Linked DNA regions of Rattus norvegicus: region 1 is linked to region 2. Evidence: chromatin contacts called from public Hi-C data. All regions are on one chromosome and are shown on one strand. Each heading gives the region's core, a stretch centred on a gene start, on an enhancer-like site or on the middle of the called end of the contact. The rest is flanking DNA. Distances are from core to core; before and after follow the strand shown. Region 1 has its middle 310 kb from the start of Zfp608. Region 2 has its middle 150 kb from the start of Zfp608.

Region 1 (3,070 bases), core at 33-2,532, 160 kb before region 2:
CAGTGACTTCTGTGTTCTCTTCCTGGGTACCAGCACTGACGAAGGAATATTTTGAGGACTCGCTCTCTTGGCGGTCCATAGAATAGAGTAGTTGTGTTCTAACCAACACCATTTTCGTAAAATTGCCAGGGTGGCTTTGTTGCAATGCTAGCATCTGAATTTGTTTGATGTAAATGATTTGAGGGTGTCCAAAAGCCAAACCACGGATTAACCAGGGAGGGTTTATTTAAACTTGTATGCTCTCTTAGAAGCTTCTTGGTAAACTAGGAAATGAATGCAAGTTTGAGTAAAAGATATGTTTGCAGGCACTGCCTAGAGAGAATATCTGAGGCTTATTTAGCTAATTATTAGTATTCCTATAACTAGACAGAAAATTTTAACTAAGATCAGCCCTGTAAAATGCTTCCCCATTGAACTGTCCATTAAGAGTAGATGCCAGGAATCCTAAAAGTTGCTGTACTTTTCTTAGTAGAAATATTCCAAAAATAGTTGTACTCCTGCTCTACAAGTAAATCATTGTAAAATTATAAAACAAGATATTGCAGGGTCACACACAGGGTCATACACAATCAGATAAGCTGTTTTATTTTTATTAAGTCTTTAAATTTTTAATGAAGCTGTTATATATATATACATATATATATATATATATATATATTGGGGGGGGTCCTTTGCCCAGTTGCAGACTTTCCTCAAGTTCATATAGAAAAGGATGTCTTGCAGCCTGGTGCCCAGTTCCTGCACTGTGTATTCAGATCCAAGTCTGCTCCTAAGTTTCTTTCAGTAATATAATTAGGTCAAAGACTAAAAATACTGTCTGGCTTTCGGAAGGGCAGCTCTGTGCCAGCCAATCTAACAGAGCCGCATATGCTACGTAAACATGGAAGACTCATGCTTGCTTTTGATTACATTGTCTTCAACATTCTTCAGCTTCCATCACAAGAGGAAAAGGACATAGAAAATTCAAAACACGTTGTGCTAAGCATTTTTTCCCCATTAGTGTTTAAACTCATGCATGTGGCGAGGGAAATAAAATCCTTGTGTTTCTGATTCATTTACACTTAACTCACCGCAATGTTCTTTTTAAAAAAATAGGGGGAGGGGGGAGAAGAAAAAGAAAAGAAGAGAAGAACCAAGAACCGCCTACGAGCCTTCAGAGCCTGGTTTTTCTTTTATTTGGTTCTATCATGTTGACTCACGGCTCAAGGTTCAAGGTCCGTGCACAGCGCTGAACTCATGTGGTAAGAATAAGCCTGAAACTTCACAAAACAAACGTGCTCCATGACCTTCTCTAAAAATAACTCTGGTTAAGCTTTGGGGGTGACATTGTGTCAGTTTAGTTTCCACCCAGAGTTAGAGTCAGAGTGAATGAAACAAAGGAAAAGCAAACAAGAAAGCACTGGAAGGAGGGGACAAAGAAAGAAAGTGCAGAGAGGGCCTTTCTAGAGCTGTTCCTTGCCCTTCTACTACTAGCTAAGGTATAGCTGAGTGAATGTATGACCCTTCCACTTTGGGCCACAAACTTCACATTTATTAAAAAACCAAAAACCAAAAAACAAAAAAACAAGGTCAGAATTTGGAGTGTTGGCCAAAATGATAACGATGCAAACAATGTACGAGTCTATCTCTTACATCTTATTAAGTGATAGCAGTGATTCACAGCCTTCCTAATGCTGGCCCTCATGTTGTGGTGACCCACCCCCAACCATAAAATTATTTTCATGGTGACTTTATAACTGCAACTTTGATACTGTTATGAATGTACATATCTGATATGCCGGATATCTGATATTCAACCCTCCCCCAAAGTAGTCTCAACCCACATGTTGAGAAAGGGGGCTTTATAGACTGACATCTGAACAGGAAATAAATTGAGCCAGACGACTAAGGGGATCTGTGATCACGTGACTCAGCCTAATGTAAAAGACCTCCAGCTTTGTCTCTACACTTCACTAATATTTTGCAATGACCTAGCTGCCTCAGTTTCCCCAGCTTCACATTCCTATTTATTTACTTGCTTCACATTCCTATTTTCACTCCATTCCAGGGTCCTTCTTGATCTGAGGCTTGGTGTCAGGTGTCTGCTGTCTATAATCGATGCTTGGACATGAAGCATCTCCTTCCTTCTTAACATGAGATTTGGCCCAGAAAAATCATTCATTGTTTTTTGGTTTCTTAAACTCCTTCCTGTTTCCAGGCACAAAAGGCTCCCTGATGAAACAGCTCTTCCAAGTCTGAGGAGGTCCTGGGGATTTATTGCCATGTAGTGTATATACAGACACTAAGCTTGCCTGCTTTCAGCCAGGTATTCTGGTCAAAACTTACATAGCATGACAAAGAATAAAAAATTTCCTTCCAACACAAAGCCACAGGAGAGTTCTTCTAGTATGTGTTAAGTGGGTTTTTTGTTGTTGTTTTGGTTCAAACGAAAGTATCATCAAAACCTCAGAGAATAACATTTGTCCCTTTTCTTTTTTCTCATTTCCTGAGGGAAATTGCCTGGTGGCTACTTTGCAGTGTTTGGTGAAGACAACCAGTGTGGGGGAGGAGACGTTGGGAACTGAGGGGGTAGGATGGGCTTTTGTACAGTCTCAGAAGTTCCTTCATTTAAGAAGCTCTAATTCTCAGTACACCAAATGGTGACGTCATGTTGTCAGTACTCCACTTCTTCTGATTACGATTTTAACATCTTTTGGTTATTCCTCCTTGTGATGGTTTGTATATACTCAGCCTAGGGAGTAGCACTATTAGAGCATGTGGCCCTGTTGGAGTAGGTGTGGCCCTGTTGGAGTAGGTGTTCCACTGTGGGTGTGGCCTTTAAGACCCTCATCCTAGCTGCCTGGAAGCCAGTATTCTACTAGCCAGTATTATCATCAGATGAAGATGTAGAACTCAGCTCTTCCTGCACCACGCCTGCCTGGATGCTTGGATGCTGCCATGCTCCTGCCTTGATGATAATGGACTGAACCTCTGAACCTGTAAGCCAGCCACAATTAAATGTTGTCCTTTGTGAGAGTTGTCTTGGTCATGGTGTCTGTTCACAGCAGTAAAGCCCTCACTAAGACAGAAG
Region 2 (2,934 bases), core at 345-2,844:
TTCATGAGTGATGCTAAGTGCTCAATAAACAAGGGAAATAATAGTTCATTATTAATCAAAAATAGGCAACTAATACAACATTTATTTGTAGATATTCAGTGGTTAAAACAAAACATCTGTGTCTGTCATTAAGAAAATGAGAACTGAACATTCAAATACACCTTCAAGGGGAGTTGCAAATTGCAGACACCTTTTGGAAAAACAATTAATCTTCTTTATAAATCTTGTCTCACAATTTTTCCTACACAGTTTGGCTAGCGTTATATAAGGCATGTTTGTTGCAGTGTAATTGAAAAAAAAAAAAAGTCCAGAGAGAAGAATATTGCTTAAAAATATCCATATAGCAGATTTCAAAATGGTTCACAAGAATACTGGAAATCTATGTGTTCTGTAGACTGATTCAGGAAGAAGTATGGAAAGTTCTCCAAAGCGGAGTTTAAAACAGTAACACTTTGTCTTAGAAACATTATCCTTAAAAAAGAGAGATGGATCATTAAATGAGATTCTGAAGTTAAATATGTGAAATCTCCCACACTGTGAAAGGAGTCTCTGTTTCTCATTTGTAAATCTTCATTTCTTCCAACACTGCACACAAGAGAAAACCCAGCTACTCTAAGAATAATAATGGACGCATGGTGGTGCAGCCATAACTGTTCCCATAGCAATAAAAAAAACCTAGCTAAAGTAAAATCACTTTTACACAGAATTTGCCTCCGATAAATGATCAACTGGAAAATCTTATTTACTAATGAAAGCAGACCCAATATTGTAATGATCTCTGTCTACACGGGATTTTTAGTATTTCGTAAGTAGCCACTAGAAAAACACCAACGTAGAATATTTATTTATCTTCCGGCCTTTCTGGATTCATAACTGGTGGCTTGTCTCTGAGAATATCAGAAGGCTAAAGCCTTTTTATGAATGCATTTTTTGTAAGATTCTATTAAGTGCAAGGAGGCAGGGTACATGAGCACGCAGGTGCAGAGGCCCAGGACGAGTAAGATTCCTCGAAGCTGAAGTTACGGGGTCCTGGACATGGGAGCTGGGATCGGAACTCTTCGGGAAGAGCATCCAGTGCTCTGAACTCCTGAGCCTCTCTCTAGACCCCCATTGCATGATTTTTTTACAGGTCCTGCTCTCCAACCAAGTTGGGGCTGGTTCAATGATCGAGTCCCACATATAACGGCATTGAGGTCTAATAAAATCATCAAACGTTGCAGATTTCTCGTGGTAGACACGTCAGGGGTGCTTAACCCAACCTCAACAGAATTAGGATAAACCAGCCAAGGTTTTTGGCAGGCAGAGCTGTGACAGCTTATCTGCATTTGACCTCTGCCTAAAAATACTTCCATTAAAACATTTTCCCCTTCGGGCCACCGTGTTTTGGCAATAGATAACTGCCTAGTCCTGCCGGTCGAGTCCTGGCCTGAGGTTCGGGTTTCTGCATATCTATTGCACCAGAAGAAAGCCGTCTGAAAATAGAAACATGGGCTGTTTTGTCGCTGTTGAATGGGAAGGCTAATAATAGTGTTGCTTCATTGTTTGGCAGGGACTCAAGGCTACCTCGGCCAAGCAGCCGAACATGCTGTGCGGCAGTAACGAAATCATAAAATTCCTCCAGGGACTGGGGCAGCTATTCAGAACATGTTTTATATTCTGGGGTTGCTTGGGAAGGAAATAGTTCAGAAGTTGTTTTGACACAAATGTGGTTTGTTTCCAATTGAAGGAGGGGGAGGGGCGGGGAGCCCAGTCAGGAGGTCAGTTGCAGAAGGGGAGATGCAAAAATGTCGTTAAGGAGCTCCTGACAGGTGGTGATAGGGCTGTCGCTGTGAAGCCTGGGGCCTAGCGGGGAGTTTGTCTCTGCCAGGCTCCCAGAGTGCTCTCTGCTGCCTTTCACACTCGTATTATGTTTATTTCTGTTGAACTTAAAGCGTGACCTTTTCCAAACTGCCCCGCACTGTTGACCCACATGCATTTTTGAGACCTCATTTCCCTGAATGCCTCCCTTCTTCCTGCAGCAAAGCTCTCTCAATAGGAAGAGGCTGAGGTAAAAGAGCCCTGGAATGGAAATCTTTCAGGCATTGCATTCTGCTTGCTATTAATAATTCAGAAGTGTTTTTTAATGCCCTGATATGGAAGGAAGGTTTTTTGACACCAAAGGCATCTAAATATTAATTTCAGAGGAATTGGTTGTTACAAGCAGTTAACATCCATTTTGTTAGTTGACCTCCCCGGGAAGGTTAATGCACTAAAATCTGGTCATTAAGTATAGTAACGAATGTTTTTTCAGAAAGGTTATTACTATCATAAACTCTAATCCGTGGTTCACGGCAGCAGCCTCTAATGTAGGGCTCGGACTAATGAAGAATTAACTATTTCTGAGCAGTTAATAAAGATTTTTTTTCTCCCACCAATCAACAGACCCTGCATGATCTATATAATTACTGAAAACATTAAGCGCTGGGTATGAGTGCACACGTGTCCGAGCAGACTTCTAGTCCCAACAAATGACAAATGGCAAACCTAATCCCATTGCTCTTAATTTTTTTTTGGTAACATGGTCACTGAAATAAGAAATAATGAAAGTCCTAAGTATTTGAAAATGATGGTGTACTGCGAAGCATTTGCTAAATGAGTATTGATGAGGTCTTTAGTCACATTTTATTGTGATGGAAGATTCCCTATTCTGGCTTAGATATTGTTATACTACAAAGGTTAATAGACTGCAAACACGACTCTCTCTCTCTCTCTCTCTCTCTCTCTCTCTCTCTCTCTCTCTCTCTCTCTGCTCCCTTGTTTGTTTTGTTCTTCTTTGCTTAAAAACCACACTCACTGTCGAGAATGTAGGCAACTTTTACACCTCCTGAAGAGCAGAGGGGAAAGGGACTAAGGCGCCTAGGGCGGTGCTTTGCTTCTCAATGGAAAGGTCTTCTC

What was found. A called contact is a pair of places that touch in the nucleus more often than the background predicts.
Region 1: a contact with region 2 is called in a Hi-C map of kidney, with 2.2 times the contacts expected there. The contact joins two enhancer-like sites. A contact is called at or near these places in 3 of 12 Hi-C or Micro-C datasets (kidney and liver) and 1 of 1 datasets of contacts at active chromatin or transcription factors (oligodendrocytes).

What each region holds. Positions count from the first base shown.
Region 1 is chr18:50,913,858-50,916,927 of GRCr8, reverse strand. No RefSeq gene overlaps it. Among named protein-coding and RNA genes, the nearest start is that of Zfp608, 310 kb to the right of the region's middle. Within about 2 kb of position 1,282, at least 18 of the 93 cell types and tissues checked have an H3K27ac peak or open chromatin away from gene starts, as enhancers often do. A contact at or near this core is called in kidney, where this site is marked.
Region 2 is chr18:50,755,746-50,758,679 of GRCr8, reverse strand. No RefSeq gene overlaps it. Among named protein-coding and RNA genes, the nearest start is that of Zfp608, 150 kb to the right of the region's middle. Within about 2 kb of position 1,594, at least 60 of the 93 cell types and tissues checked have an H3K27ac peak or open chromatin away from gene starts, as enhancers often do. A contact at or near this core is called in kidney, where this site is marked.